Linked DNA regions of Mus musculus: all the other regions are linked to region 4. Evidence: chromatin contacts called from public HiCAR-type, HiChIP or PLAC-seq, Micro-C and promoter capture Hi-C data. All regions are on one chromosome and are shown on one strand. The core of a region is the stretch at or near the end of the contact, and the rest is flanking DNA. Distances in the headings are between cores, read along the strand shown.

The links. Promoter capture Hi-C pulls out the DNA fragments that hold promoters and counts their contacts. A called contact is a pair of places that touch in the nucleus more often than the background predicts. HiCAR-type assays count read pairs that join an accessible place to other places. HiChIP or PLAC-seq counts read pairs in DNA pulled down with a chosen protein or histone mark.
Region 1: a promoter capture Hi-C map of pre-B cells shows a contact between it and region 4, with 4 times the contacts expected there. The contact joins the promoter of Pot1b here to the promoter of Rab5a in region 4. A contact is called at or near these places in 13 of 39 promoter capture datasets (the 3T3-L1 cell line, 3T3-L1-derived adipocytes, the C10 cell line and 7 more) and 2 of 115 datasets of contacts at active chromatin or transcription factors (astrocytes and large pre-B cells).
Region 2: a contact with region 4 is called in a HiCAR-type map of astrocytes, with 8 times the contacts expected there. The contact joins the promoter of Fsd1 here to the promoter of Rab5a in region 4. A contact is called at or near these places in 2 of 115 datasets of contacts at active chromatin or transcription factors (astrocytes and epiblast stem cells).
Region 3: a contact with region 4 is called in an H3K27ac HiChIP or PLAC-seq map of embryonic stem cells, with 8 times the contacts expected there. The contact joins the promoter of Ebi3 here to the promoter of Rab5a in region 4. A contact is called at or near these places in 2 of 39 promoter capture datasets (embryonic stem cells and liver), 2 of 484 Hi-C or Micro-C datasets (B cells and cardiomyocytes) and 5 of 115 datasets of contacts at active chromatin or transcription factors (embryonic stem cells, extraembryonic endoderm stem cells and stem cell-derived neural progenitor cells).
Region 5: a Micro-C map of embryonic stem cells shows a contact between it and region 4, with 12 times the contacts expected there. The contact joins the promoter of Tbc1d5 here to the promoter of Rab5a in region 4. A contact is called at or near these places in 7 of 39 promoter capture datasets (the C10 cell line, cranial neural crest, embryonic stem cells and 4 more), 1 of 484 Hi-C or Micro-C datasets (embryonic stem cells) and 2 of 115 datasets of contacts at active chromatin or transcription factors (astrocytes and large pre-B cells).
Region 6: a contact with region 4 is called in an H3K27ac HiChIP or PLAC-seq map of embryonic stem cells, with 7 times the contacts expected there. The contact joins the promoter of Zfp119a here to the promoter of Rab5a in region 4. A contact is called at or near these places in 2 of 39 promoter capture datasets (the 3T3-L1 cell line and the C10 cell line) and 2 of 115 datasets of contacts at active chromatin or transcription factors (embryonic stem cells and neural progenitor cells).

Annotation. Positions count from the first base shown.
Region 1 is chr17:55,711,128-55,714,287 of GRCm38.p6, forward strand. It overlaps Pot1b (protection of telomeres 1B), which reads right to left and starts at 1,509. Exons shown (of 17, transcript NM_028370.2): 1 at 1,413-1,509.
Region 2 is chr17:55,984,914-55,988,100 of GRCm38.p6, forward strand. It overlaps Fsd1 (fibronectin type 3 and SPRY domain-containing protein), which reads left to right and starts at 1,598. Exons shown (of 13, transcript NM_183178.2): 1 at 1,598-1,740; 2 at 2,830-2,925. The coding sequence starts at 1,726.
Region 3 is chr17:55,950,887-55,953,974 of GRCm38.p6, forward strand. Ebi3 (Epstein-Barr virus induced gene 3) reads left to right here and starts at 1,737. Exons shown (of 5, transcript NM_015766.2): 1 at 1,737-2,042; 2 at 3,003-3,088. The coding sequence starts at 1,976. It also overlaps a transcript of Zfp119b not described here.
Region 4 is chr17:53,477,070-53,480,575 of GRCm38.p6, forward strand. It overlaps Rab5a (RAB5A, member RAS oncogene family), which reads left to right and starts at 2,165. Exons shown (of 6, transcript NM_025887.4): 1 at 2,165-2,539.
Region 5 is chr17:51,177,874-51,181,248 of GRCm38.p6, forward strand. Tbc1d5 (TBC1 domain family, member 5) reads right to left here and starts at 1,479. Exons shown (of 22, transcript NM_028162.4): 1 at 1,227-1,479.
Region 6 is chr17:55,877,412-55,880,768 of GRCm38.p6, forward strand. It overlaps Zfp119a (zinc finger protein 119a), which reads right to left and starts at 1,542. Exons shown (of 4, transcript NM_144546.6): 1 at 1,449-1,542. The coding sequence starts at 1,451.

The DNA.
Region 1 (3,160 bases), core at 259-2,758, 2.2 Mb after region 4:
CTGTCCCAAAGGTCTCTGCTACAGCCTCATCCTGCATAAAGCCCACTGCATACACACAACACACAACACACACACACACACACACACACACACACACAAACAGAACCTCTCTCTGTGCAAGCCTGTGCTGCTAATATCTATGGCTGAGGATTACAGCAATCTTCAGCAAGCATGCTCACTTGCCTTTAAAAACTTGCACTGGCACAGTACTCCTAATATACTCATACTGAACTATGGGATGTGTCAGGCAGTCAGGATATTCGATTCCCTTTCTTAATCTTTAGAGAACCTTTCTCTGAATTTCACTTGGACCATACTTTTAGGAATTCAATATAGCATGTTCTAATAAATATTAAGTCATCTGGGGAAAATCTGAGGAAAAAAATATGTAAGATTCATAACTTAAGTCTTATTGAAGATACAGAAAGTGAAGTTCATTAATTTCCCAAAGTGTTTTTTCTCAACCCGGTAATACAATCTCTCAGCAAAATAAAATGTTGTTTTAGAAACCAATTACAATTTAAGAAAGAAAAAATTCTTAATGTGAAATGAAAAACTCATAAACTAGGACAATGAGGGCAAGTCAATACAAAACAAAAAGTTCAGTTTAGTCTCTGCCCCACTGTCAACTTCGGAAAATAATTACCTAGTCAAAAGTACAGGCATGATAGTGTTTTATAACAGTTCCTTTCAACTTCTCTTTTGGCTTTCATATTAAAACTTTCTGTCTCACACACACCATGGACTCTTGGTAAACAACCATATGGGTATTTCTTAAACAACAGATTAAAACTCATATGAACCTCATACTAATAAAGTCACTATCCACTTTTCAAAGAAAAAAAACAGATTAAAAGTAGATCCTACATTAATACTCTTCAATATTACTAAAGAAAGCAAAAAACAAAAAAAAAAAAAACTGAAAACAAATTATACTTTGGCAAAACGATGCTTTTTGTGTCCTCAGCAGGAAGTATCAGCTTGAATCAAAATACTTTTAAAAGCCAGTTTTCCGACCTGTTGCACGGCATAGTAGTAGCCCGTTCCTTTAATCCTAGCGCTCTCTCTGTTCACTGTGCACCAGGTTCATGCTTTTCTTCTGACACTTGTCACCTGGGCAAGTACCTGAAGCCTCTGAGGCTCCCAATAACACACACACACACACACACACACAGCGGGTTATCGCTGCCGCCAACGCATAGCGCACACACACAGACACACACACACACCCCTGAAGCTTGAGGTCTCCCTGAGAGAGAGGATGCCGAACACAGCGGGTTATCGCTGCCGCCAACGCATAGCGCACTTTCTCTACAACTACCCCAAATGTGGTTGCAAACGACCCCTCATATCATCCAGGGCCCGACCTCCAGCGATTACACCAAGAACTCCAACACCCTAGCGTTCAGTACCTCACAGAACACCGAGGATCCCGGCAACTTTTTCAACCTGCAGAGACGCGACTTCGACTTCCGGAGCCGTGGGACACACGCATGCGCACTCCAACCATTCCGCCCGCTTTTTGCTCGTGCTTCCCATAACAAAAGCGAAAGGCAGGCGGGGCCTCGGCCAAGCTCCTCCCAGTTGGTCCCTGCAGAGTAGGAAGCCTGCTGCTCCTCTTTCCACGCCCCTAATGGATTTTTCTGGGGACTAGCGGGGGGGGGGGGGGGGGGGGGAGAACACACTGTTCAAAGGATAGTAACTGGCTTGAAAGAGTCCTAAATCCTGTAGCCAATTGGAACCCTATTCCGAGTGAGACTCCAAATTCTATTTTGTTGAATAAATGGATCAGAGGCAAAACCCTTTGTTAATCTAAGTTAAGCACCCAAATGCACTTTTACACGATGTAAATAGACGAAGATAACAATGTTGTTTTGTTGTTTTTTTAATCGCAATTTAGGGCTATTATGCTATTGCCAGGCAAGTTGAAAAATACCAACAATCCTTTGTTAGTCTGAAGATTTATCGTTCTTTACTATATTTTTGAGTGATGAAAAATTGTCATGAGTTTAGAAACTTTGTAATGATTAATTTCAGAATATAGAAAGCTGAACAAGAGTATGTAGGCTTATATCGAGTGTAAAAAAATTAATTAAAAATTAAATTTTAAAAAGTGTGTAGGCTTTAAAAGTTTATCACGATTATTTGGAGTTATTTGGGAACCCTTTGTATCGGGTTAAAAGGCATTTTTAAACACAGAATAACTTTTTTATCTTTCACAAAATGTTCCACTATTAGTTTAAATTGAGTCTACATCTATTCATTTTACCCACCCACTTTTTTCAGGAAGTGGGGAAAGTTTTGAAATTCCATTGATGAAAATGAAGGTCTTTTGTTCATTCTTTTAAACTACATGCAACATTAATGGCACTGCCTATGTTAATTGTAACTGTTAATCTTTCTCCCTTAAGTTCATCAAAGTTCATCAAAGACTGAGTGCATTGACAAAAATGATGGGATTGTATGCATTTATGGTAGGATGGAAATGATCTCCATTGTTCTATCAATAGAAAAAAATCAGTTAAAGGTATCTTTCCCATGACTGAGAAGAATATTTCCATGTACGTGATTTCCATGTAATTGAGTTAAAGAAATTCAGTGTGATTGGGGCACATTCCACCTATAACATGAAGTCAGAATTTGGCACAATGGAATCGAATATGTGAAGAAAACCAAATAAATTGGCATTGCTACTTACGTTCCCATTAAAATGATATAAATGGGACGAATTTTGAAGTGAGTATATTAGACTAAAAGGAGACTTAAAATCAAAATGTACTTCTTTAGTTTGTTATTTATGTCTGCTTATCTATGCTAGTGTCATCCATATTAAAACTTCCTAATACTACCCACAGTGGTCTAATAGAAATGTTAATCAACTCCTCTCTATTTTTATATTAGAAATTATATTTTGCTTTTTATTTCTGACAGATAGTCTTTGTATCAACCCACTGGTTCTTCGGCAGAAAACTCCCACTGTTTTTGCTGCAGTTAGATTTAAGCATAAGTGTGTTTCAGATTGTTCAGAGATGGAAGGCAATATTTTCTAGTATATCTATAGCAGATATGTCAAGATTTTCTGTCTGTGTACAGATTTCCTGGAAATTCTTCCTAAAACCACATAAGAAAATATGTGCATCATTTCCTCTGGCAGAAATCA
Region 2 (3,187 bases), core at 348-2,847, 2.5 Mb after region 4:
GGGGCACACCTGTTATCCCAACACAGTAAAGGCAGGAGGATCAAGACTTCCAGGGTAAGGCTGGAGAGATGGCTCAGCACTAAAGAGCACTGTTTGCTCTTCCAGAGGACCTGGTTCAACTCCCAGCACCCACATGGCAGCTCACAACTATCCATAACTCCAGTTCTAAGGAATCTAATACCTTCACACAGGGTAGCCTTGGCTACACGTGGAGTATAAGGCCAGCCTGGGCAACATAAGTTAGGAATCCCCTGTCTAAGTTCCGGGGTCTCAAGTCTTTCCCTTGTTGCAGTCTGCAGTTCTGGGCATGGGGCTAGGCCATGTCAGCAGAATTCTGTGGTAACTTTGGGGTCACACAGGTAATAACCATCAGTGTCACCGCTGTTGCCATTGTGCCGGGTGTGGTGCGCACACCTTTAATCCCAGCACTCGGGAAGCAGAGGCAGGGAGTCTCTTGAGTTGCAGGCCAGTCTGGGCTTTAGAGAGAGAGACCTCCTCTGGTAGGAAAATCAAGTCACCCTGTTCTCAGTCAAACCATAAGGGCAGCTGTAACTCCTGGTGGGCAGTGAGTGCACAGACATCCCCAGCCAATTATGCCATCTTCATTCCCGCTGGAAGGTTAGGACCTCTCTGTGAATGAAGTGGTCTTAACCTGTCCAGGCCAAGTCTGCCTCTTACAGGTTCTCATGGCCACCTGCAAGGTCTGGGCAGAAGCGGAGGCTTTGAGTGGTGAGTGGTTCTCACAGTCAACTTCCAGCCTCAGCCCCACTCTGGGGTCAGTGGCCAATACTGTAATAGTTGACCAAGAGAGTTGTCTCATACCCAATCACAACCATGACCTATTTTCTTAGGAGTGGGGGGAGGGCAGTGTTTAAAGACCCTGGGGTTGATGAAGCCCCAGGCTGGTGGTCCTCAACCTTCCTAATGCTTGAACCCTTTAATATAGTCCCTCATGTTGTGGTGACCCCCCACCCATAAAATTTTTCATTGCTACTTCATACCCATAATTTTGCTACTGTTATGAATCATAACGTAAATATTTTTGTTTTCCAAGGGTCTTAGGCGATCCCTGTGAAGAAGTCATTTGACCCCAATGTGGTTGAGAAACTCTGCCTCAGCCTTTGCCGGGCTAATAGCAGATGAACTCTTTAGATAAATATGTCTAGCCCTGAAGAGCAAGGGCTGGTAGAAAGGTTTCTAGGGGAAGATACAATCTGAGGCTTTGGGGGATGTATAGGACCTTGTCTCACTGTGCGACCATAATGGCTCTATTCTGGTTGGTTGTACAAGCAGTAAGTGGCAAGCATGTGGGCCACCGAAGGACAGCTCTCAGGGTAGGAAAGGGTGGGCACCCTGGGTGCCAATTTGAATAGCAAACCGGATCAATCTGAGGTGAGTAAGGGATAGTCCTGAGTTCACAAGACAGGATAAGAGGCCAAACTCAGATATCCTGCCTTCCGCCTGAGGGCTTCCTCATCCCTCCCAGTATTACACTGGGATAACCCAAGCTCCGGAGGAAGACAACTACATTTCCCAAGCAGCGCCGGTCGCTCGCGCATGCGTAGTACATGTAGTGATGGAGCGCTGAGCAGGGGGCGCGGCGGCGGAGGCGGCGAGGGCACGGAAGGCTAGTTGGCTGCTGTCTGCGTCCAAGGAACTTTAAGGGTTTGGAGAACCAGCTGAAGGGGACCCGCGGCCAGGCCAAGGCAACAGGGGGCTGCAACTATGGAAGACCAGAGGGTAGGACCTGGAGAAATGCAGGGATTGGGAACAGGGAGGGGACCAGGTGATGCCGCAGCGCCCCTCCCCCCGCACGGGCCGCCCGCACAGCGGCTCCTGTTAACACGCAGACCCCCTACCTCTCCTCCCCGCTCCTGCCCTCCCTCAGCATCTCGTCATCCTAGCCTGGGATCCTAATCCACCCCACAGGTCACCAACCCAAGCTACGCAGGGCCCAGCCCCACCACCCTGGGTGGGAACCGGCTTCTGGTGTCCTCCACCTGCTTTCCCAGAGGATCCTCCTCTCCTTGCCCAGTCCTTCACAAGCAAGACCTTCCAGCTGCCCAAGTGAAACCCGTCCACTTCCCAGGCGGACCCCTGCCTATCACGCCTCTCCCAGGAGAAGTTTGTTTCTCCATATACTCAGTTGGACTCTGGGACTCGCCTTGCCCAGACTACTCTCTCGGTGCAGCTCACCTTCAGCTTTAAAGATGCACCTACTGGCCTGGGTTGCTGGTGGTACACTCCTGTGTCCTATCCTCTAGAGGTAGAGGCAAGAGGTAGATGTTAGTTCAAGACTAGCCTAGGCTACACAGTGAGACTCTGTCTCCAAAACTGAACAAGGAGCTGTGGAGGTGTCTCAGTGGGTAAAGTGTTTGCTATGCAAATGTGAGAACCTGAGTTCAAGTTCCCAACGCCCACGTAGGAAGCTAGTTTAGTGTGTAGCTGCATACACTACAGCCCCAGCCCTAGGGACACGGACACAGGAGGATCCCTGGGGCTCGATGGCAGCTGGCCTAGACCAGGCTCACTGAGAAACCATACTCAAGTAATAGGTGGACATTGAGAGAGGAAGACAGCCAACATTGACCCCTGGCCTCCACATGCATGTGCATGCATACATATGTGCACACACACACACACACACACACACACACACACCCAAAGTCAAAACCAAATAAGCTCAGTGCTCAAAGTCTGTCCCTGAGAGGCTCTGTGGGCTCCAGTTTTCTTCTCTACTATGGGAATCTCACAGCCTCACATCAGACCTGTATTCCTGGAGGACAGCGCTCCCCCAACCTGCTGCCCCATGTTCCTTCTGTCCCCCAGGAGGCGCTAAGAAAAATCATCACTACCCTGGCCATGAAGAATGAGGAGACGCAGACCTTCATCTACTCCCTGAAGCAGATGTTGCTGAATGTAGAGGTGAACAGTCTGCTCCTGTCTGCAGATGTGGGTGCAGGGGAGAGGCCAGGAGGCACCCCTCTGTCTGCTGGGGACTCTCCACACCTTGGTTTCCCCGTCTGCATAGCCCTTGCCTTTTCTTTTGTGAGATGGGGTTTCTCTCTGCAGCCCTTGCTGGCTCAAGACTTGCTCTATAGAGCAGGCTAGCTTGGAACTCAAAGAGATTCACCTGCCTCTGCCTCCCCAGGGCTGGGGCTAAAACATGCATTACTGCTCTAGCCTC
Region 3 (3,088 bases), core at 487-2,986, 2.5 Mb after region 4:
CGCTCAAAAGTCCTGCCAAAGCCAGATTTGAAGAAGAGGATGACCTGTGTGGCCAGATTACAGCCTTGCAGCAGGGAATAGAGCCACTGCCTTTGTCAGGCAAGTGATGGGAGCCACAGACAGACCAGTGGGGGTACAGACAGAATCCAGGCTGCTCAGAGCACCTCAGGCACACATCCCTGACTTAGCCATTACTCAGGTACAGAGGGTATATCTCACTATGGAAGGGTCTCTCTTCCTGTTCCCTTTCTCCCCATTCCCTACCTTCTCCTTTTCTTCCTCCCCTCTTACCTCCCTCCATTCCTTTTGAGGCAGGGTTTCATGTAGTCCAGACTGACCTAAAATTCACTATGTATCAAATGATGAGCTTGAACCCCAGATCCCTCTGCCCATTCCTCTCCATTTCTTAGGCCTACAGGAAGAGGCCCGGGAGCATGGCACTGTACCACAACCATCTCCTGCATGTCATTCAGGCGAGTCCCCCAGCTCCCAGCATTGCACTCAGTGCATGATGAGTGCATGACTGGGAGACCAGCTTAGGATCTGACTAGTGGTGCCCAGCTGACTCTGCCAATGGCGCCCTACACTCTGACTTTCTGAGTCCTGTCACCCTATACCTGGGATGTTGCAATTCTCTGCACATGTCACCTACACCCCAACCATCCCCCAGGAGTATAAACTCATTGACAAGAAAAATGGAACTAGTCTGGAGCACTGGGTAAGGGTGAAGATGGGGCAAAGAGGGCTAAAAACATAGTCTGAGCTTCTGGACCCAAAACATAGGTATGTTAATAAGTATGAATGCAATGCAATGTCTAAAGAAACCAGGAAACGGAGTTATGGCTCAGGGCGTGAATCCTATTTCTTTTATACCCCCAGGAAGGGGCTGGGGCTGGAATGGTGTATTTGAGGTCTTGGGTTCTCTTCCAATCAGTGCTAAAAGGTGAATAAATAATTACAGATGACTCTCTCACTCTTCTTCAATACTTTGGTTCATCTTGGGGTTTTTTGAGTTTTTTTTTCCTTTTGGTGGTAGCGTTCGTGTGTGTGTGTGTGTGTGTGTGTGTGTGTGTGTGTGTGTGTGTGTGTAAATTGAACTCAAGGCCCTAGACCCTCATCTATTATTATTTTTTCCTTTCTTACTTTTTTTCTTTTCTTTTATTTTGAGATGGCAGTCTCCCTGTGTATCTGGCTGGAGTTAAAATCACAGACATCCTTCTATCTCAGCCTCCCACATGCTAGGATGACAAATGGCTATTGTTATGCCTGAGCCTGAGTATTGTTATGCCTTTTTCTGTTCCTACTCCTGCCACTCCCCACCCCCCTGTTTCTAGGCAAACCCCCTGAATCCCCCAGGGTTCTGAGCTCTGTTGATGCTGAAGGGACACAAGTGACCTGGAGTTCCCAGAGACTTCAGCCTCTCCATGGGGGTTTCCTTGGGTATTCTGCACAGGTGTCTTGCACAGTTCAGTGTCCCTGGAGTTGGGGACAACCTGGAGGTGGTAGTTGCTCCTTGTTGTCTGGGGCCTGATGCAGCTTGGGTGAGATTGTAAGTGGTGAGAGGAACACTACCCAGTTTCTAGAACAGTGTCCCCCTGTCTCTCTGTCCCTCTGTCTCTGTCTCTCTCTCTCCCTGATTCTGTCTCTGTTTCTCTCAGTTCCCTCCTCTCCCTGTGCCTCAGGCCCCTTCCTGGGGCTTCCCCGTTGGCCATCAGCCGGAAGGAAAGCTGCTCAGTGACTTCTCCCTTTTGGGGCCCTCCTTCTACCTCAAGGCCTTTCCCCACACATACACACAGCAGCTGGTGACAGAATCAGGGTTCCCGTCACCATCATCATCTCCTGCCCCATACACTGGACAACTGAGCCACACTGGGCAGGTCCTTCCCTGGGGCCAGGTTCCCTGTGTGAGTCCCCTGTCCTTCACCCTCTCTCTGATGGGTCACTAACTCGGATCCAAGGAACAGAGCCACAGAGCATGTCCAAGCTGCTCTTCCTGTCACTTGCCCTCTGGGCCAGCCGCTCCCCTGGTTACACTGAAACAGGTAGGTGACCACAGGGGGACTGGGGCACCTGGGCGGAGGGAACTAGTCCTTCCCTTTCAGTTTAAGGTCATATCTACCATCAGCTGGGAACTCACACCTATACCCGTTGGACCTGTTCTCCTTCTACTACAGGGATGGGGAAACTGAGGCATGAAGCCTCAAAACCTCATTTATCCAGGCAGAGGCACCCTTGAACTTAGACATTTGTGGAGCTAGACAGTTGACTCTCAGAAACCCGAAACCTGAAGCCTCACCTTTGTGACTCAGCAGCTGTAAAAGAAAAGAAAACGAAAAAGAAATGTAGACAATACTGGGTATAGTGGGGCACACCTGCCATGAAGCTCTCAGGAGTTCAGGGTCATCCACAGTCACATAGGAGGAAGCCAAGTATCAAGAGATTCCAATGTCCTGATCCACTCAGGGTAGGAGGCAGCCTAGGCCCCTTGGGAACCTGCTTCTAAAGCAACAGAACAAGTGTGGGGTGTGGGTAGTCTAGGGAGTTCTTCAGAATCCACAGTTCAAGGCCAGCCTAGGCTATGTGAGACCCTCCAGAAGGAGGAAGAGGAGGAGGAAGAAGGAAGAGGAGGGAGATGGAGGAGAAGGAGAAAGGAGAGAAGGGAAATTAGAAAAAAAGAAGAAAAAAAAAAAAAAACCTCAGGCCAGGCAGTGGTGGCACACGCCTTTAATCCCAGCACTTAGGAGGCAGAGGCAGGTGGATTTCTGAGTTCCAGGCCAGCCTGGTCTACAGAGTGAATTCCAGGACAGTCAGGGCTACACAGAGAAACCCTGTCTCGAAAAACCAAAAAAAAAAAAAAACAAAAAAACAAAAAAACCTCAGTTTTCTCATCTAGAAATTGAGCTAAGAACCTTGGGGTTTGTAGTAAGTATAGGAGCTCATGCTTCCATGCATAACAGGTCCTACATGGCCTACGGAAGCTCCTGTTCCTTTGTCTCCTCCAGCTCTCGTGGCTCTAAGCCAGCCCAGAGTGCAATGCCATGCTTCTCGGTATCCCGTGGCCGTGGACTGCTCCTGGACTCCTCTCCAG
Region 4 (3,506 bases), core at 915-3,414:
GCAGTTGTACTGGGAAAGCTTTAGAGAGAAAGACTGAAGAGAGAGCAAGCTAGACACAGGTAAGACAGAACCCACCAGAAAATGAGGAGCCAGAAGATTAGAACATACCGCCTGAATTAGTTTGAGGCCAAGCAGAGCAAAAAGTCAAAGGCCGAGTGAGAAGCCAGGTTGAATTAGCTTGAAGAGGAGTTTGAGCTGGAACCTCGGAGCTTGAAGGCATTCTAGGCCTAGATTAGATTGTACAGAGGCTAGAAACTTCCAGGACCAGTCCTAGATTAGCCGACTGTGGCAGTATGCAGAGACAGCAATTACTTCAGGTAAATAAAGGATACTACTACCTAAGAGGGCAGGACATCCTCTTCTGAGAGCCATATGGTATAGAGACATATATTCAAGAAAACATTCATAAACATAAAATCAAATTTAAAAATGATTTTAAAGAAAGAGTACTTGAAGTTAAGGAGGAAAAGTCATGGTGGAATATGAGAGTATTTGGGGGAAAGGAAATTGGAAGGGTGGATTTGATCAAAGCATTCATGTCCGTGTGGTTTGTGTATAAAGGAAGTTTGTAGTGCCAGATGTATAAACTGAGGCCACGACTACTCAAAGGCATGCTTGTTTGAAGGGAAGGAAGGGTTTTGTTGTAGGTATGAGGGAAAGTACAGCCAGAGGCATCTGGAAAAATCCAGAGCTGGGAGAGAAAAGTGTAGACTGGACATGGCCATGGGGTGGGATGGGGTAGTGAGACAGGAAGACAAAGGAGCAAAGGAGGCCACAGGAGAGGGGAGCGGGAAGGAGAGAGGGAGAGGGAGAGGGAGGGAGAGAGAGAGAGAGAGAGAGAGAGAGAGAGAGAGAGAGAGAGAGAGTCAAATAGTAGGGTTACATGGGAATGAGAAACTAGAAGAGGGAAGCTCATGACTTGGAGAAGTTTAGGGTAGGAAGTGGGGTGAGAAGAGCCACAGGTACTGAGTAAATCAGAAGGCTAGCCTTGTGTTTTGGTATGCTAATAGGCACCACAGAACCTTTCTGACAGAGACAAGGAATGACTCTTTTGATAGAAACCAGTGCCAGAATTTAGGGGAGTGGAGTATTTGGACCTATGCGGATCAAGGGAACGTCTTAAATAGGTGTGCTGTGGGCAGCCATAAACATCTTGGGCTGCTGTTCATTGGAATCTTAAGAACTAGTGTTATGGAGCCGGCTGCAGGCTAGACTATATCTAACCTGTGATCGTGGCCAAATTATTTGCCTCCCTCATTCATTCCACAAACATGCCAGGACTCTGTGTGCTTATCAACTGTGCTTATCAATGGGTGTGTGTGTGTGTGTGAGAGAGAGAGAGAGAGAGAGAGAGAGAGAGAGAGAGATCACTCCAAAATGTTTACTACTTAGTTCAATGGGGAATTCCAAATAAACGCTAATTATTAGGATTTCCTCCTTTTCACTCAAAAAACAAACAAAACAAAACAAAAAACCACACACACAGGTAAACTCTCAATAAAAGCAAGTTATTCTTTTGAGGTTTGCTGTCTAAAGGCAGCTTTTGAATTTAAGGGTCTTAATTCTCTCCGAGATCACAGACACGCCCATTCTCGGAAAAGCAGGGCATTTCCAGAGCCACAGGAGCCCTCGCTCGCCTAAACCCCTTTACTGAGCTGCTGAAGTGGTGTGAGAGGCCTGTGAGTGAACCATCAGACCGAAAATCGCCGCAATGGGAAGACAACCCAGGCTGACAATGGCAGTGGGGACCCTGTCAGCTCCGATGAGACCCATAAAACGCAGGTCTGGCCCACGCCTCTCGGGTTCCCAACCCGCCGGCTTAGAGCGCCGCCACCCAGATAACAATGGTGGTACTGAGGGTGGAGCCCCGGGGAGGAGGAAGGCAGAGCAAGGAAGTGAGTAGGTCTGGCCCCAGGGAATTGGAGAAGACACGTGACGCAACCCCACGCCCCCCTCTTCATTCCTGACGCTCCTGCCTCGCCTTGCAGCCGGAGCCCAAAGATGTCGGTTCAGATCAAGGAGGCGTTAGAGAGGGCCGAACTATTCTCCCTTAGCGCACCCGGGGATGTCACGTGACTTCGGCCCCGCCCCCTTAGGAAGCCGCTGCCGGCCTCCTGGGAGGGGCAGCGGCGGAAATGACGTCACGGCGTTCTTCGCTGCGTGCGGCTACGTGGCGGAGCCGGCGGAAGCAGTTCCTGCGCTGGAGCCCGAGTGTTTGTGTTTTGGTTCGTGAGGAGCCGGGGCGGTCTGAGGGGAGGAGACCGAGGGAGGAGGAGGAGGAGAACGACGACGACGAGGAAGAAGTCCTCGGAACTCGAGCGCGGCGACTCTGGAGGAGGAGGAGAAAGGAAGGCGGAACGGAGAGGCGGAGACGCAGCCCGGCAGGGGCGGCGGCACGGCGGGCGGCGCTCAGAGTCCCGCGCCGGCCAGGGTGAGAAGAAGGAGCGAGCAGGCGACGCCGCCGCTGCAGCCGCGGCGCATCCGATCTCCGGGCCGGGCCGGGCCGTGCGTGGCCTCGCTGCCGGGAGACGCGGCCCAGGTAAGCCGCCGTCGGGGCGGGTCCCTGTGGTCCCGGGCCGGGCTTGGGGCCTCCAAGCCGCCGCGGGCCCTCAGCGCTTAGTGACTCATTCTTCTAGCAGCTTCGGGGCCTGGGACGTGGGGAATCCTCTGAGGGAGCGGCGGGTGGCACCCTCTTCCCTTCACAAGATGGCGCCGTGGGAAGAGCCTGGGGCCCTGGCGGTCTCCAGCCCGGTCTTTGGGGCTCTGTCCCGGCTACTGAGCCGGATCGCATCCGGGGTGACGGGGGTGGCTCAGGAGCGCGCCCACCAGGCCCAGCGGAGCTCCTGGCCCCGGCACCCCGGTTTGATTTCTCGGCTTCTTCCAGACAGGAACCCAGGCCTCCAGCAGGTGGGGATTGGGGAGCTCCGCCTACCTCTGACCGGCTTGGCCGGGCTGTGCGAGTAGTGGGATCCTCTGGTCCCTTCCGTGGGAGGTGGGAAGCCCGGGCCAAGGTGCGAGCAGGTTAACATCCTAACGCCTCCAGAAGTTTAAAGCTTTGACTGTCACTCTTGGCATATTAGTTTTTGCCTCGCCGAAATGGATTTAAAGTTCTGAATCAGTTGCCTTGCACGTAACTAATTAAAAAAAAAAAAACTGTTACATCTTCCAGAATATTGAGGTCTGCCCAGAATCGTTCTTAATGTAAAATTTGAACCCGTGGGGTTGTGAACAAAGTAGGCAGCACAACAGTGCCTGGCACAATTTAAGGGCTCAGTGCAATTTTTTTAATCAAAGACTTCCTAACTGTATAAAAAAACTATTTTAAAGATTGGAGATGCATATTATGCAAAAGTTTTCTTTGACGGAATAAAAGTACAAGTTATAAGTGCAGAACCTCTGTGCACTGAGCAGTAGCTTCACTGAACACCCCCAGCCCTCGCACTTAACATTAATACCATGTTCAACCTGTGTAGGTTTATACTTGGGCTTATTTCCGTTTGAGGTCT
Region 5 (3,375 bases), core at 229-2,728, 2.3 Mb before region 4:
GTATTGAACAAGGTCTTGTCCATCACCACGTGAGAAATGCAGAATAACAAGTTGTATCAGTTACCACATCCACTGAATTCCTATCACATTTTTAACAAGAACCCAACCCCCAGGGACTCAGGTTTGATCAACGCTCTCTATCCCACTGCAGCTGCCCTTTCCATTCTATTTCGGACACCAAGGAAGTCCTGGAAATAGAACTGAACCAAAGACGCATAACGGAAAAGTGAGTTTCTTTCCCACTGTATTCCAAGAGTTCTTTTCCAATAGTGCATCCTGTGCCACAGCACACTAATAAGAGGTGGTTTGTGGACTACACTGTGATGGACTACGCGTACAAAAGCCCTAGCATTTCAGCACAATCCACCTCAGGCAGTTTAGCATGTAACCTGCATAGTAAAGTTTCAGTCCAGTTCAGAATTGAGAAATGGGGACTCTGCAGAAAGTGATGGGGGGGGGGGGGTGGAAGTTGAAGGGTTATAAAAGATGTAACCTTCAAAAGCTGTTACCATTCTCAAGCGCTGAATTGGTTAGTAAGTCGTCCTGAAACTATTAGTAACTAGGAGTGACCAAACTCTAGGTCGCATATCTGCACAGAATGTATTGGAAGAACAGTACATTTCCAGGAAAACAGAGGGGGCAGGGGGAACTCTCCCAAGTCGTTCTCCTCGGGTCCTGCCAGGCCTCGAACTGACAGATGCCGGCGTGACTAACTTAAGTAGCACTAAGGCAAATTAAGGCAGGAGAGGGTTTCTCTCCTCCGAGGCTGCTCGGCTCCGGGCTCCAGCCGCCTGACTTCCGGCCTGGGAAGGAAACGTGCAGCCCAGGGCTGAAAGAAACAGGGAACCGGCCAAAGAGGAAGTAGAGCTGGCTGAGCAGCTCGGCAATGCCCGGTAGCTGCTTCCCGAGCTCGTCCGGGAGCGAGGACCGAACGGGGACGGGGACTGGGACGAGCGGGCTGAGAGAGGCTGCCTCGCCCGTGTGCGCGCTCGCCCTTCCGCCCGCTCGCCCGCCGGCCCGCAGCGGACCGAGCCCCAGCCCGCCTCCCTTCCCAGCCCGCGCGCAAGCCGCGGCCGGCGGCTCGGGCCTTCCCTGGCGGCGGGACGGGGCCCAGCGAGGCTGAGGGGAGGCCGGGGAGGGAGCGACGGCTGTGCAGCTGCCCGGGGAGGCTGACGGGGGAGGCGAGGCGCTTTTTCACCGTTAGCATCGTTATGTTATTTTTTTACCTGTAGCGCAGCAGGGCTCCCCAGCTCCTATTCCCTGAATCCTCCTCCCCTCCTTTCTCTCTCTCTCTCTCTCTGTCAGTCTCTCTGTCTCTCTCCTCTCTTTATCTCGCTCTCTCGCTCTCTCTCTCTCTCTCCCCGTCAGTCTGCCGGGCTCTCGTGGAACACGCCGGGCCTGGCCCGACCAGCAAGAGAATGGGGCGGGAGGTGGCGGCGGTGACCAGCGGCCACGTGACCACGCTCCCTCCGTAACGGCGTCCGCCTCCTGCTGCGCGCCCTCCCGGCGCTCCACCTCTAGTAACCCCGCGCGCCCGGGGACCCGTGCGCAGGCGCGCGCCCGGGCCTGGGACGAGCCAGCGGGTGAGCCGCGGGTGACCCGCGCTCTGGGAGCCTGGTGTCTTGGGGGATAGGTCGGGGTGAAGAGGGAAAAGGGGACGCCCGAGACCAATGGAGCTGCCTGGGCCATGCCGATGCGCATGCGCGCGGGGCCTCCCTACAGTGGGAGCCGGCCTTCTGCCACAACCCGAGGTCCCCCACTTGCCACCAGCTTCCCAGGGTGGGACTGGCATCGAGGAGATAAGTCAGGCCTGGGAACGTCCTAAGAATCTGGCACTCCTGCCTCGGATCGCACAATTTCCTTGTCTCCTGTAAATGGCCTTCCCTTCATCCTTGGTCTACAGCTGTACAGACTGATGACAGATAGGTCGTGCCACCCAATTTTGTAGGGACTCACTACCTCTTTGTGAAGACCTTCTTTGTATGAATCCAGAGAGGTGCTGTTTTTTGTTTTGTTTTTTTAGCAACCCCACACCTGTAAAAACACACAGGTTTTATCTTCTCAGACCTCGAATCTAGACTAATGACTAGTCATTAGATAGTTAATCTAATGAATGACAATTTTGGCAAATGACTAGACCCTGGTTTTACCGCCCTATGCCCCTGCTTAATCCTGACTTAAAGTTGCATTTAACCTCCAGCAATGGGAGGCTGGTATTTTCTTCTTCAATAAGAAAGTGGTAAATAGCTCATCTGAGTTGGAGAGAGAGAAAGAGAGATCTCTTATTAATCTGTCTTTACAAATAGCGCAAAAAAAAAAAAAATCAGTTGTTATGTTCAGATTATGGAAACCAAAACAGAGGTCAGAAAGTTAGCTAGCTTCCAAGGAAGGCATACCACACTTAACACAGTGATTCTCTTTTTTCTAATGCCCTTCTCACTGTAGCAGAAATTGAACAGGTTGAATAGAGTAAGCTATTAAAAGTTCTGGCTAAACTCATGATTACATTAGTCTCATGAACAGAATCCTAAGAAATAGGAAGATGCATCATGCTGTATTTGGATATTGCTCTCCCAGCTAGCAATACAGCAGTCAGCCACATGACTGGTATTCTACAATGTATAGTGGACTTTGTTCTCCGGCACCGAAATATCTCACCGCAGACCCTCATCTCCTTCCTGAAGTACTGACTATGCTGGTGTTACTGGGACTGTAGAGGTCCTTCAGTGTGGTCACCAAATGACAGGAGAAATCTCTATCCCCTCTTGGGACGCTTAGTCTCATAAATAGCATAATTTAAGAAGGGACCGAAGGGCAATTTCATTAGAGATGAAAAGAACATCTCTGAAGACTATAAAGCTCAGCTGCTTCTCAGAGATGGATAAAAGAAGACAGAAAGCAGCCATACCATTTGTGGTGATTAAATAAAAATCGCCCCCGTAGGCTCATGTGTTCGAATGGTTAGTCACCAGAGAGTAGAGTGATAGAAGGATTTGAAGGTGTGGCCTTGTCAAAGGAAGTGAGCTTTTGAAACCTCAAAAGCTCATAGTGGGCCCAGTCTCTCAGCCTACAGATCAGGAGTAGTTTTCAGCTGCTTCTCCAGCACCATGTCTACCTGCATGTCTCCAGGTTCCTCACCATGATGATAATGGACTAAACTGACACTGTAAGCAAGCTGCCAATTATTATTTTCTTTTCAAAGAGTTGACGTGGTCATGGTGCCTCCTAAGACACCATTGAAGCTGGCACAGAGGGTAGCTACACGGCCAACCACCAACTGCATGGTATGGAAGGAGACTTTACAGAAAGAAAGAAAGAAAGAAAGAAAGAAAGAAAGAAAGAAAGAAAGAAAGAAGGGAGGGAGGGAGGGAGGGA
Region 6 (3,357 bases), core at 292-2,791, 2.4 Mb after region 4:
CTTAGTCACACTCTTCCTCTAACAAGGCCACACCTCTTCCGATGAGGCTCTAACCTCCTAATAGTGCCACTTCCCACGGGCCAAGCATATTCAAACCATCACAGGCTCCTAGTCTAGCAATAATTCAAAATGTAATTATTCTCATTTCAAAGATCTCCATATTATATCACAGTCCCAACACTGTTTAAATGTCTAAAGTTTCGTCGAATACTAAGGGCAATCTCTTGACTTTGACATCATATAAACTCAAAATATACAAATTCTATAAATCAAAATAAACAAAAAGTATAACTTCTCAACATGCATGGGCTCAGAATACACTTTTCCTTTACAAAGAAGGAAAGATTGGACCAAGGCAACCCTGTGGGGCATAAATCAAATCATATAGGCAATGAGAATAAGAGCATTTTTGTGACATCTGAACAGAAAGAGAGAGCAAGATTAGAAGGAGAATACAGAGTGGAACAACTTAGAAACCATAGATAACATAAAAAAAAAAAAAAACAACTATGAGAGCAATGTACAGAATGCAGAGGGAAGAGAAAAAAAAAAGAGCTGCAGAGAGCAGAAGGAGCAGGCAGACTTCTCCTTACTATGGGACAGAACAGGTCTTTTCTAACTAACAAGGAAGGTTTGGTCTTAGTAAATAAAGAGAACAAAGCTTTACTCCTCTACACTAACTCCTCTAGAGGGGTTACAGGCTTCCTTAAAATAACCTTCCCTAACTTGTCTAAGAAGAAATTAAACAATTGGAGGCCTGCAAACTCAGGTTTAAGTGTGTATCTTTTCTCTGATTGCTCGCTATTATCCCTTGTTTCCCTCCCCACCCAGTTCTCTCAGAGAACCGGGAAAACCTGCCTGCACAGTACTTCCTGGGAAAGAATAGAGATCAACAGAACATGAGAGAAAATTTAGAAAGAAAAGAAAAAAAAACACACAACTAAAATAGAGTAAATGTTGATGAAAGAGGCCAGGAAACCCAGTGAGCCTGGCCTTACTAACACACGTTACTGGACGGTCAAGGCATCTACAAGTCTGTGTCGATGGCAAACACTTTGCATCTGCACAGAATTAACTGCGGACGGATCATACATCAGAACCTCAGGTGCCAAGTGCAGAACTTGTAGAAGACACCGGAGAAACTAGGGTTCTCCATGTCAGCACATCTGCCTTCCCTGGACACAGGAAAAGCAGCTGAGGCGCTCACTGCATGGTGACGTCAGCAACAAGGATGTTTTCACTCCAGGACCCGCGCCCCACACTCTGCGCAGGCGCAGCCCGGGATCGAAGTCAGACGTCCGGCTTCCGCTCCGGAGGTGCAGGGACCTCAGGTGAACAAACGCAATCACGCCGGGCGGCGAGTCTGACCGCCGGTTCCCGCACCCCGGGAGGAACCCCACACAGTCTCCCAAGGCTCCTCCCCGCGTGGGGACGGCGGCCCCGCTCACCATGGCGTGGAGACCGAGCTCGCCCCGCTCTCCTCACAGCTCCCGGCAGCGGGTGGCAGACCAGGACACGGAACCACAAGAGCCTCCCTCAGACCCGAGCCCGAACCTTTAGTATTAGGGAACGGAAGTGCTCTCCCCATTCTGGCTAGCGGATCCATGCGGCCGTGATTGGCTAGTAAGGAATGAGTGACAGCTCCCCTAGTCACCGAGGGCTGTGAAGTATCACAGCACAGTGGTTCCCAGTCCTGGTGTCCGCTCAGGCACAGAACTGTCTCAGACGCGGAGAGACAGGCATTGCCATAGAACTTGCGCCTGTTAGCGTACAGGCAGGTCCACAAGCCTACTCTCGGGGACCTAGCAGAGACTTCTGTCATCAGATGCCATCACCTGCCGATGCCATCAGGCGCGCCCGGTCTGTTTCAGGATGAATGTATCCACCCACCAGCCACCGGAGCTCTCTCCCTACTCGGCAGGCCGTCTCTCTGTTCCCGGTGTGCGCTCCTTTCTCTCTCTGCCTGTCATATGCCCACTTCTCTGCCTCTGTCCCTTCGCCAGGACCTCAGTCCCCCAACCCCCACCCCCCAATAAAGCTTTTTTACACCAGATGCATGGCGTAATTTCTCAGGACACACTTCAGCTCGATCTGCCAAAGCTACTTCACCTCACTCCATTATGTTTCCTAACAGCAGGACTGCACAGTCGTCCCTGCTCTGCTGCACTCAGGAGGCTCCTTAATCTAGGCACAAGGTCTCTAGCATACACAGATCACTAAACAACCTCAAGTGGAGTGATCCACCTGCCTCACAGCCAAAAGAGCATCCAGACTATCCAGGTCAAATTTAAACCTCCTGGTTGATATTCACCAGGCATCATCCATTTTTAAAAAGACTCATCTAAATTGCTCACACTTCTTTCAGCTAAACACTGGTAGCCAAAACACTAACACATTCCCAGCCTTTAGTGGTTGCACTGGCTCATTATGCCAGCACTTGGGAAGTGGAGTCAGGACATCAAAAGTTTAAGCCTAGTAATTCCAGGACAGCCAGGGAGGATACACAAAGAAATCCTGTCTCCAAAAAAAAAAAGTTTAAACCAGCTTGGTCTATGAACCCAAACACCAACTATTCTGGCCCCCAAAGGGGAGGTGACCAGGGTGTGATCAAGTGACCATAGGTGTGTGGGTTCATTTCTGGGTCTTCAATTCTGTTCCATTGATCTACCTGCCGGTCTCTATACCAATACCATGCAGTTTTTATCACTATTGCTCTGTAATACAGCTTGAGGTCAGGGATAGTGAATTCCCCCAGAATTTCTTTTATCATTGAGAATAGTTTTCATTATCCTGTTTCGTTTTGTTTTACTTTTTTTGTTATTCCAGATGAATTTGCAAATTGCTCTTTCTAACTGTGTGAAGAATTGAGTTGGAATTTTGATGGGGATTACATTGACTCGGTAGATTGTATGGGGCAAGGTGGCCATTTTTACTATATTAATCCTGCCAATCCATGAGCATGGGAGATCATTCCATCTTCTGAGATCTTCCATTTCTTTCTTCAGGGACTCGAAGTTCTTGTCATACAGATCTTTCATTTGCTTGGTTAGAGTCACACTAAGGTATGTAATAGTACCGTGACTATTGTGAAGGGTGTCATTTCCCTAATTTCTTTCTCAGCCTGTTTATCATTTGAGTACAGGAAGGCTACTGATTTGTTTGAGTTCCTTTTATATCCAGCCACCTTGCTGGAGTTGTTTATCAGCTGTAGGAGTTCTCTGGTAGAATTTTTGGGGTCACTTAAGTGTAATATCATTATCATCTGCAAATAGTGATATTTTGACTTCTTCCTTTCCAACTTGTATCCCTTTCATCTCCTTTTGTTGTCTAATTCTCTGGCTAGGACTCCGAGTACTT